2 separate regions of the Xenopus laevis genome follow, and region 2 is linked to region 1. A link is a contact called in public Hi-C data. All regions are on one chromosome and are shown on one strand. Each heading gives the region's core, a stretch centred on a gene start, on an enhancer-like site or on the middle of the called end of the contact. The rest is flanking DNA. Distances are from core to core; before and after follow the strand shown. Region 1 holds the start of acvrl1.L (activin receptor type-1). Region 2 has its middle 30 kb from the start of LOC108708539.

Region 1 (5,363 bases), core at 1,386-3,885:
ATAATATTATCGTCTCTAGAAAAACCACTTGAGTTACTTTTTTTCAAGCAGCATTCATATATTTTACGTAATCCGTATCCACCGCTGTAGTAGTGTATACGTTGACCTTGTAGGCATTATTTGCACACTGTTTTCTTCAACCCGCCATCTAGCTGTGTGACCTTGTTCACATTCTGTCTAAATATCCATAATATTACCGTCTCCAGAAAAAACACCGGAGTGACTTTTTTCAAGCAGCCATAATATATTTTACGTAATCCGTATCCACCGCTGTAGTAGTGTATACGTTGACCTTGTAGGCATTATTTGCACACTGTTTTCTTCAACCCGCCATCTAGCTGTGTGAGCTTGTTCACATTTTGTCTAAATATTGATAATATTATCGTCTCTAGAAAAACCACTTGAGTTACTTTTTTTCAAGCAGCATTCATATATTTTACGTAATCCGTATCCACCGCTGTAGTAGTGTATACGTTGACCTTGTAGGCATTATTTGCACACTGTTTTCTTCAACCCGCCATCTAGCTGTGTGACCTTGTTCACATTCTGTCTAAATATCCATAATATTACCGTCTCCAGAAAAAACACCGGAGTGACTTTTTCAAGCAGCCATAATATATTTTACGTAATCCGTATCCACCGCTGTAGTAGTGTATACGTTGACCTTGTAGGCATTGTTTGCCCAGTTTTTTTGGCCGCAGCCACTGAAGCACAGAGGCCAGAAAAAATATGCCATATAAATGCTGAAAATAGTCATTTTTTGCCATACGTTGACTCAACGTATATGGCAAAAAATGACTATTTTCAGCATTTATATGGCATATTTTTTCTGGCAACTGTGCTTCAGTGGCTGCGACCAAAAAAACTGGGCAAACAATGCCTACAAGGTCAACGTATGGCAAAAATGACTATTTTCAGCATTTATATGGCATATTTTTTCTGGCAACTGTGCTTCGGTGGCTGCAACCAAAAAAACTGGGCAAACAATGTCTACAAGGTCAACGTATGGCGAAAAATTACTATTTTCAGCATTTATATGGCATATTTTTTATGGCAACTGTGCTTCAGTGGCTGCGTCCAAAAAAAACTGGGCAAACAATGCCTACAAGGTCAACGTATGGCAGTTGTTTAAAGAGAACAGTAGATTACTAGCCAGCAAAGCTACCTAAGCTAAAAATGTCCTCAAATCCCTGCAGACTTCTGTCCCTCCAATACAGAGCAGTATCAAGCAGATTACTAGCCAGCAAACTTACTATTCATCTGTCCCTGAAATCACTAACAGCTCTCCCCCTACACTATCTCTTCCAAGCACACACAGGCAGATTTTTCAGATACATTTTTGCCCTTGATCCCCCTCTGGCATGCCACTGTCCAGGTCGTTGCACCCTTTAAACAACTTTAAAATCATTTTTCTGGCCAGAAATGTCTTTTCTAGATGTTAAAGTTCGCCTTCCCATTGAAGTCTATGGGGTTCGCGAACCGTTCGCGAACCGCTCGCGTTTTTGCGCAAGTTCGCGAATATGTTCGCGAACTTTTTTTCCGACGTTCGCTACATCCCTAGTTCTAACAAACATTTATCCTGTAAACTTCCAGTTGTTGCTAAATCACAGCTTCAAACATCTTTAAATACCTTAAATACCAAAATGATATTATACATTAAAGTGGAGTCTCATAACAAGAGAAAGTCAAGCTACATAAAAGGTCAATGGCGGCCAGACAAGTAGCTGATTTCCATAGTCTAAGCTATATGTTTGGAATAAAGGTTTTTTAATGCAAAAAAGGTGCTGTATGCTTGTTCTACAAAGCAACAACCATAGGATTGCCCAACTTATTGGTGCTAAACCAACTAACTCTCTAACTTTAGTTAAGGTAAAAATAGCAGCATCCTATAATATCTTTCTGCTGGCAGAGAATGATAAATCCTGTAGCCTAACAATGCTGCGTCAGTATTATATTATACAGTATTACTAACATTGCTAATACATAAAATACCATTTAGAAAATGCAGGGTAACATTTCACAGCCTTCAATTGCCTCTCTTTTTCCACTTTGGCTTACAGTGTGACATTTGATCCCCATTCCCAGAGTAAAGCTGGCAGAACGCTGGCAGTATATTATCTCTCTTATTACCACTCAACACAGGAAAACAGACGACAGATGCAGCGCAGTCAGATAGCTGCCTTTATCAAGACGTGTGTTCTATGCTCAGATCTATAATGTAGGTCGCGGAAAAGAAAGGAGGAAAGTCTGGAGTCTTGAACTTTACCTGAATGGGTTTTCAGGTGACACAGGAGCAGCTGGCGCTGAGATGCAGTTCATGAAATAAACCTTCCAGATTTTCTTGTTCAAGTCCAGTCTGTGTTCCCTTCACATCAGCCCCTTCTCTCAGCTGGATGGAACTTTTTCTAACTGCCTGCTCATGGTTTTGATTATAAGAAAACTATGCACTCTCCCGTCATGGCTCTTTTAATGTCTTTAGTTTCCTCTCTCTAAAAACAGCCTTTTTTTCTGGCTAGCAATCCCAGAACTTCCTGTTGTTTTTTTTTTTGTTAAATACAGGATGCAACACATGACACAGTTCCCTTCTCAGAACCCAGCCACCGATGTGAAAGCTCAAACGAAATGGATTAATGAATATTGACAAAAAGGTCCCATAGCTTTCATGTGAACGATTAGTTACAGCAACCATCTTGCATGTATGAGGCTCTGTTTACTTTCACAGAACCTAAAATATAGTTTTAATCTTTGAGGATGAACATTAACAGTGATGCTCTGGTCCTGTGGGAAATATGCTTTGCAGTTTCTCCCAGCTAATACTCTCCACCCAAAATAATTGTAAATGTTCTTAAAAAGGTTAAAAATTGTGAAAAACAATGTCAAACACATAAAAGCAGCACAATACTTACTTTGTAGAGGTAAACCTTTAGGAAATTGTGGAACTCAGTTACAAATTATTTATTATAAGACAAAGAAAAATTGGATTGTGAACCCTACAGACATATAGGAAAAAAGCTGGTAGGGGAGGGCCACTCTTTAAGAGATTTTTAAGAATTTCTCACAAAAAAACCTGCACCGCAGTTGTTGAATTGTTATGTTTACTGGTATAAAGTTCAGCAATGTTGTCTTACAAAAATGATCGACAAGTCAAGAAGCAATTTTTGATCCGGTGCATTGTATCATCAACGAAAATTTAACCAGGTGTTCCATAAATTCAATAATGGAAATATATGGACAAACCTTAGTAATGTAAAATTAATTGAACAAAATGTTAATAAAAATAAAGGAAAAAAGGTTGGTGTATTATGTGTCAGGCATAAGGAGGGATGGGGGAACTGGTGTCTCTAAACAGAGACAGATATTATAATTTCCTTTCAATCTGTGGAATCGGGTATTTTTGTGTAGTAAGAAATACAAACTTGCCTATCATTCCACCAGTTGTAAAATAAGGGCTGACAATGTTGGTCTGTAAAATGATTGAAGTCTTTGGTTGCAGTCAGATAAAGAGTGCCATATGTATTAATTGCTGTTCATCATGTCACAAACCTTAGCGCCGGCAGGCGCATCTATCCTCTGCTGCGCCTGAACAAAGATGGCGCCCATAGCCACCACGTGGGCAGCAGCGGCGCTGGCACGGTGACACTGGCATCAGGACGCCGGCATCAGGACGCCGGCGTGATGACATCATGTGGCCCGGCGCCAAATACAAAATAAAAGGACACCCAGGATGCCGGTTCAATGGCCGTGTATAGGTTCTGTTTGTTATGTTCCTGGGTGCTCTATATTTCTGTTTGGATTGGTTACTGGATTCTGATATTGCCTGGACTTTGACCTTGATTTGTTCTGCCTGCCTTTGAACTCTTGACTGGATTTGGATCACGACTTTGCCTGAACCCTTTTGTACTGCGTTCTTGGACTTTACCCCTAAAGCTTCCTCCTTGGTCCTGACTACTCCCCGCTGGGAGCCGATAGGCCCCCTTGACACATCAGCAATGTGTGAGCTGTTGGGTTGTAGTTGTACAGAAACCCTTACACTAATATATTATCTTTGGTCAGCTCAAGAAATGGTCTTTATACAAAATTATCAAATCATTATAGAGCCAGGGGTTAATGGAACATATCTACAGGCTATTCAAAGCCCTTGAATTACCGCTGTGTCTAGGCTGGAGGAAACAACTGGGTTTCCTTGTATTAATGTGTGAATTTGCACATAAGATATCAGAGTTGGCTGGGCGGGTACACTCAGTTTTAGAAGCATATTTGGACACATAGCAGTTTTTTAATCCATTCAAGCACTAGCAATAGCCTTTGCTTTTTTTTTTTCTTATAAATAAAGCTGTAGATCAATTTTATGAATTTAACATGAATTCACGTGTTCTATTGTTAGTTAAAGGGAAATACATTTTCTGGCCTTCATCTACCCCCTTTACACTTAATTCTCAAAATGTATTTTGAGGTTTGTAAAAGAGATATTACATTTTACACATGCATTTACAAGATTTTTTTCTTTTATCAAGCTAAGCAAAAACATTCATAATTCTAGAATATCTCATAACTGCAGCAGGTGAAATAAGAGACACATTAACCTAAAACTTTAAAAAGATACTTATTTCAAATTCTGTATATTCAATATGCAAATCTTAATTTGCATAAGGTTCATTTTTGCGATTGTTGGGGTCAGCTGTACAATTCTTCGTGCTTGATCATATGAAGTGTTTTCATTTATCCCTTGTACCCCCACAAGAAGCAGAAGAGAAGGATGGGCAGAAACCACAGGTGTTACTGATAAAATACTTCTCACCTCTTGGCAGGGGCGATCCTGGTTTCTCCGCCGCCAACTGCTGCTCCCCCTCCCCTGGAAATTCGCTCTTAAAGTACCAGGAGCAGCATTTTTGCTGCTCCTGGTACCTAGTGGGGCGCTGCCGCCTGAGGCAACAGCCTCAACTCGCCTCATTGGTGAAGCACCCCTGCCTCTTGGTTCACATAGTCAATTGCAGTTGTAAAGTTGTCACCTGACAAAAGCTGGAATGATCTAATTCTAAGCTATAACATGGAGTTGGCAACTTCTCCCACTTAAACTAGAGCAGCACAACTGCAACATTAAACATAGAGCTGGTACAACTGGCAGCTGGTACATGAAGTCATAACTTGTCTCTCTAACATACATATGTCTTAGGGTAAAGACAGAATTATGACTACAACAGATTAATTCTATAGTCAAGCATTAATAAATATCTTCCAAGAAGATGCCAAATGGCAAGTCCTCCCAGAACTGTACCTTGTATGTAGATGACATTTTATTAATAATAACACATAGACAAAACTAGTGGCTAACACTGTGATTAAACACAAGTAGAAATAGTTGT
Region 2 (5,744 bases), core at 765-3,264, 210 kb before region 1:
TCTCTCCACTTTTTACACAGCATGATAAATAGACCCCTATGTCACACATACAGATTTACACACACACATTGTCAGGCACACGCAAAAACACAAACTCTCACACACACACCTTGCAGGTGTCAGGTACTTACCAGTCTTCTGGGAGATACGGCTCTTCGGCGCAATGCGTTCCAGCGTTGCGTTCCAGTGACGTCACAACGTGTGCGCCGTGACGCCGCCGCAGGAGATTTGCTGGACGCATCGTATTGACGCAGGCGACGGTATTTCTTTCGGCGCAGAGTTTCTCCCAGTGCTCGGACATCGTTTTCCTAGCTGATTTGAGTACGTTTCTCTGATAATTACTAAACTTTGGTTTTGACCCTGTTTCTGCCTGTTTGACTACGCTCCTGCTTAACCCTTGGAACCCTGCTTGTTATATTTGAACTCCTGTTGCCGAACCTGCTTGCTTTGACTACGCTTCTGTGTTAACCCTTTGAGCCCTGCTTGATATATTGAACTCCTGTTGCCAAACCTGCTTGCCTTTTGACTACGCTGCTGTATTAACCCTTGGAACCCTGCCTGTACCTGTTTTCCTGTTGCCGAACTTTTGCCTGTTATCGAATACGCATTCTTGCCTTGACTCTTGTCTACCATCTGAACGTTTATCACCACTGCGACCCAGTTTATCCTACTCGAATACTCTTCAGTCTTCACCCTGGGAACCCTCTTCCTGTGATATTCCATCTATGTGACGCCATCTGCTCAATCTGTGAGTGTAGCAAAGCGGTTATTGTATAACAGTCTGTATGAGTCAGCGCTAAAAGCTAGGAGAAATAAGAATGCAGCATAAAGAGAATCTAAGTGTAGCGGGTTGTTGGTAGTTGTAGTTCCACACAGTAATTCTACTTTAAGGGGCTTGATTACTTGTTACTTCCACCACATGTCTTACTTATAAGTTGGATACTTACAAACGTTTGAAGACTTTTAGGCATTCAAATATAACCAGGGTAGTCTGCTCTGTGGCTGTTCCGTGCTGTCGGAAAATATAGAGCGCAGAAGGTAGTGCAAAACCTTTTTATTAACGTGTAAATAAAAACAATTGTTCCACTCACATTTTAGAAGATTTTTAAGGCGTATCGAATCTCCACTTGGGGAAAATTACTATGCGTGTTATTAGCCTGGTGTCAGCTCCAACCTGCGTTGCTTCCACCCGCTGTAGCTCTCCTAGGCGCTGCATTTTTATTTCTCCTAGCTTTTAGCGCTGACTCATACAGACTGTTATATTGTGATTGCCACCCGAGAAGAAAACGGGATAAACTGAGTCGGAACCAAAGGAGAATTCTGGGAACTGTAGTTTTACCACAAAGCGGTTATTGTGTCATCTGTGCTGATTGTCATTTTGCCAACTACTCTTCCATAATTACCTGCAGTTGACGCTAAGGTGATTGCCGCAACAGTTCCTGTGACGTCCTCCCTACTCTTAACTACTCCAGCAACTAATCCTGCATCTTCCTATATCTCTACAGACACCAGACCTGCTCCTCCACAGACCGGCGCATCCTGCCAGGAATCCCAGGCTCCCATACTACACCTTCACTGATCTCCCTCTGTTACCAGTGGATGGTGTATTGGTAGAGGAGCTGTAAGGGTTGTCTTCCTCCCATCCGTGGTCCCTCCCGGTTCGGTAAGTCTGACAGCAGGACAGATATTATGTTTCTTCCTTCGACTCCCGATGTATACATGCTATTTCAAGTTGGCCCATTAAAATAATTTTTTAAAGTTCTTTTTATCTAAGTAAATGATGTGTAATTTGTATGGGATGTGTAATTTGGATAATGTATATCTGTACTTTAGCCTGGAGCCAGTTTGATGGGTTAGTGTATGTACTAATGGGTACTTTGTGGCCTGGGTAAATACATAGCAGCGTGTATCTCACCAGTGCTGAAACAGGAAGTGCATCTGGGTGGGAACCTCACACAAGGCATTGCACAACATCCCAGAGGAAAGCAGACAGGAAGGGCTGGAAGAGACACATCTTACATGGTTCTAAAGCATGACTCTGTCTGTGTACTCTGCCTTATTCTTCCAACTCAAGCACAGTCTCTCACCCATCCATAGGCTAGCCAGGGCGTACATGCAGATTGTTCTATTAAAGGGGCAATTCACATTTAGTATGCAATAGAATGGCCTATTCCTAGCAAGTTTTCAGTTGGTCTTTAGTTTGTATTATTTATTGCATATTTGCGTTCCTCTTCTGCTTCTTTCCTGACCCTTTTATTGTTGCTTAGTATTACATTCTATTCAATTCCTCTGCTATTTATTTCCCAGGCTATGGTAACATGGCCTGATAAAAAGAATAAAAAATGAAGCCCAACTGCAAATTTTCTCAGAATGTCACTGCCTTCCTCATTCTAAAAGTACAGTAATGTAAAAGGAACAGTAACTCCAAGAAATTAAAGTAATTATCATATAATATACTGGCAGCATGCACTGGAAAAGCTACATGTTTGCTTCAGAAAGACTACTATAGTTTATATAAACAAGCTGCTGTGTGACTATGGAGGCAGCCATTCAAGCTGGAAAAAAGGAGAAAAGTACAGGTTACATAGCACATAACAGATAAGCCCTGTCCAATACAATTGTGTTTTTTCTGTGATGTGCTATGTTACCTGTGCCTTTTTCCAGCTTGGCTACACAGCAGCTGAGTTATTTTAAAGCACTTTCAACTTTTCAAAAGAAAACTACCTGTTGATCTATGAAATGTTTTCTTTGTGGTAGATCCATTGTACCCTGACGCTTTATTGGGAGGAGTTCTTGAAGATGCAAACTAGTGATAAAGTAAAATGACATTAATGTTTAAAAGCAAGACAAGAACATAGGGGAATAGGGGTTTAGTCATTACCCTGCTAGGATGCCTAGTAGGCATAGTGTGTCCTTGGGGGGAAGAAGGGAGCTCTACATTGGCCAGGGGTGTCATGCAATAGAATGGCCTATTCCTAGCAAGTTTTCAGTTGGTCTTTAGTTTTTATTATTTACTGCGTATTTGCCTTCCTCTTCTGCTTCTTTCCTGACCCTGACAGTAAAAAAAAAAAATTTGCTGAGACTACAATTTTATTTTTATTGTTGCTTAGTATTACATTCTATTCAATTCCTTTGCTATTTATTTCCCAGGCTATGGTAACTTGGACTCAAGCTGCTACAATATCAAACTGAGGGTTTAGTCATTCCCCTGCTAGTATGCCTAGTAGGGATAGCATGTCCTTGGGAGAAGAGGGGAGCTCTTCATTGGCCAGGGGTGTCACGCGGGTTAACTAGTCTGTGAGAGGAGATTATACAAGTCAAGGGTCAATGGACTCCATTTGGACTCCACTTGCTGAACAGGGTGGGTGTTACTAACAGCTAGGGTTGCCACCTTTTTTGGAAAAAAATACCGGCCTATATTCTTGCCTTTTTTCCTATTAATAACATTGCCATCAAGCATCATTTTTACCGGCCAGGCCGGTAAAATACCGGCAAGGTGGCAACCCTACTAACAGCCTGAGGAATGAGGCATCAGTAGGATGAACAAGTTCTTGAAGTAGGACTAGCTAATGTGAGGGCCAGCTCCAGTAAACCTAACTTTAGGAGTGTGACATAAACTTAAGGTAGTTAGTAGAGCAGCCAGAGGCTTCAGTGAGGAGAACAGAAGTGTTAGCACCCTGGGAATAACCCATCATCAAACATATATCCTCAGGTACAGTAAGGAGGACAAAGAGGAGCACCAAAGCGAGGGTCTTGTAGTCTGTAGCTGGACACCTGTTGAGTGAATACTACATCTGATTGAAACTACTAACCTGCTTGTGTGTATGTCTAAGATCTCAGAAGTTACTGTATATACAGGGTACCATCTGAAAGGAAGATCTGTGAAACTTATTGAAAGAAAGGCTTTATTGTAACTTGTGAATAAGAATGAGTTTACTGTGTTTTAAAGAACCGCTGGCCCCAGCCCTGGATTTGGATTCAAACAAGGCACTGGCATTTCAAGTGCACAGAGGCCTAAACATCACCCCGCCAGCCCACTCAATAGTGACTGCATACAGATTCTGCCAGCACTCCCTCTGGTACTTGCCAGAATCCACAGATTGCCAGTCCTGGTCTGGCTGGCACCCAAGTTGTTGTAAAGAAGTAAAGTATTTCAACATGGACACTTCCTCCAGTATTAAAGCAAGGACCCACCCAATAGAAAGTCCTATGTATCATGTTGTCTGTGGGGAGCAGTGGATCTAAATACAGTTAAACATGTACAGTTGATCAATAAACAACACTCCACAGGCACTGCCTTCAGAGGTGGGACTGTAATCAAGTATACACAGAACATGTATATGCTGGTAGTCACCAAACTTGTGATGTTAGTGGGTGAGACTGCCAATCCTGAAACTTATATGCCATTAACTTATCATTTCAGATAGGTAATTCTCATCACCAACATGCCAACTTTTGCATTATAAAGGCAGGACATGTCAAAATATGTGGAACTACAATTTGTTTATAGGGAACATGGTGGTCACATGGTTCATAAGAGCAGGAGGGCTTTAGCATTGCCATCCCTGTATCTTTATAACCATGTCAGCTTTCTAAACCAATCCCTATGATGTACAAGACACTTACCTGATCAAAGAAATGGGCATGACACAAACACACCTAATGTTGAGAATCTATTTTAATCTAGCTCCATTTCAGTAAACACAGAATGGTTTGCAAAACAATACTTTTTCGTAACTAATTCTAGTCTATTGACTTTTATGAATTGTTCAAATTTGCTTTGAGGATCTCAGTATAATAACTATTCAAATCTATGGACGCTTGTTATCTCACAGATAGACTATTCAGTACTTTCATCTCAAGTTCTGGCTTGCGCTTCTCTTTATAAAATAAACTCTCTCCAAGAGACTCACCAGTGTAGACGTGCAACTCATGTTTCATATTTTCTCAGTTGATTCAACACACAGACACACAATGGCTCCAAAGCCATTCCTACCAGACTAATTGTCTTTCATCTCTTGAAAAACTAGCAACTTCTGTGCTTACTGAGGAATTAATTATTCAAAGATGTCTTTTAGGGACTGTCGGTCTTTTGTCTTGCCTTTTGTTCATGGTTCATTTCACTGTTTACGTATGTATATTATATATGGAGCCACAAAATAACTTGCTAACACCTAAACAATAAAACTAAAGTACATGTTGCCCCTTAATGCTTGAAAGAGTATCACACATGTCCAATTGTTCATTCATTACAGAAGTATTTTTTCTGGTGAAAAAAAAAATGTTTCTGCCCTTTGTCTATTAAAATATGTATTTGGGCAATGGGCAAGTGTGCATTATGCACTGCATTCGTTAACTTCACCATTTGTATGTCTGCTTAAATAAGAAAATGGGGCAAAGTAACCAAGCTAGGGGAGTATTTCCCTGGGGAAATTATAGTGGGAGAGTTTAATGTTGCCCCACTGAGGCACAAGTAGCCTTTGTAACAGGCAGGATCAGGTGACCCCTATAAGTATAAAGGTTGAGACTCTCAGATTCCCCCCTTAGAGAATAGTTTAAGTCTAGAGCCGGCTTAGAAAGTCTCAATAAAGGGCTGTGTGTTGTGGATCTAAAGGACTAACAAAGTGATGGCTACATCTACATCTTGGTCCTAAAATAGCATCAAAGATGGTGGAGATGAACAGCCTGAGCTCTAATGAGAAAAGCTAGTGGGTCAGTACCCCACTAATACACTAAAGTGACAA

What was found. A called contact is a pair of places that touch in the nucleus more often than the background predicts.
Region 2: a contact with region 1 is called in a Hi-C map of the XL177 cell line, with 4 times the contacts expected there. The contact joins the enhancer-like site here to the promoter of acvrl1.L in region 1. A contact is called at or near these places in 2 of 4 Hi-C or Micro-C datasets (the XL177 cell line and the XTC cell line).

The regions. Positions count from the first base shown.
Region 1 is chr2L:141,577,379-141,582,741 of Xenopus_laevis_v10.1, reverse strand. acvrl1.L (activin receptor type-1) reads right to left here and starts at 2,635. Exons shown (of 11, transcript XM_018247346.2): 1 at 2,267-2,635.
Region 2 is chr2L:141,785,636-141,791,379 of Xenopus_laevis_v10.1, reverse strand. No RefSeq gene overlaps it. Among protein-coding and RNA genes, the nearest start is that of LOC108708539, 30 kb to the right of the region's middle. Within about 2 kb of position 2,014, at least 1 of the 7 cell types and tissues checked has an H3K27ac peak or open chromatin away from gene starts, as enhancers often do.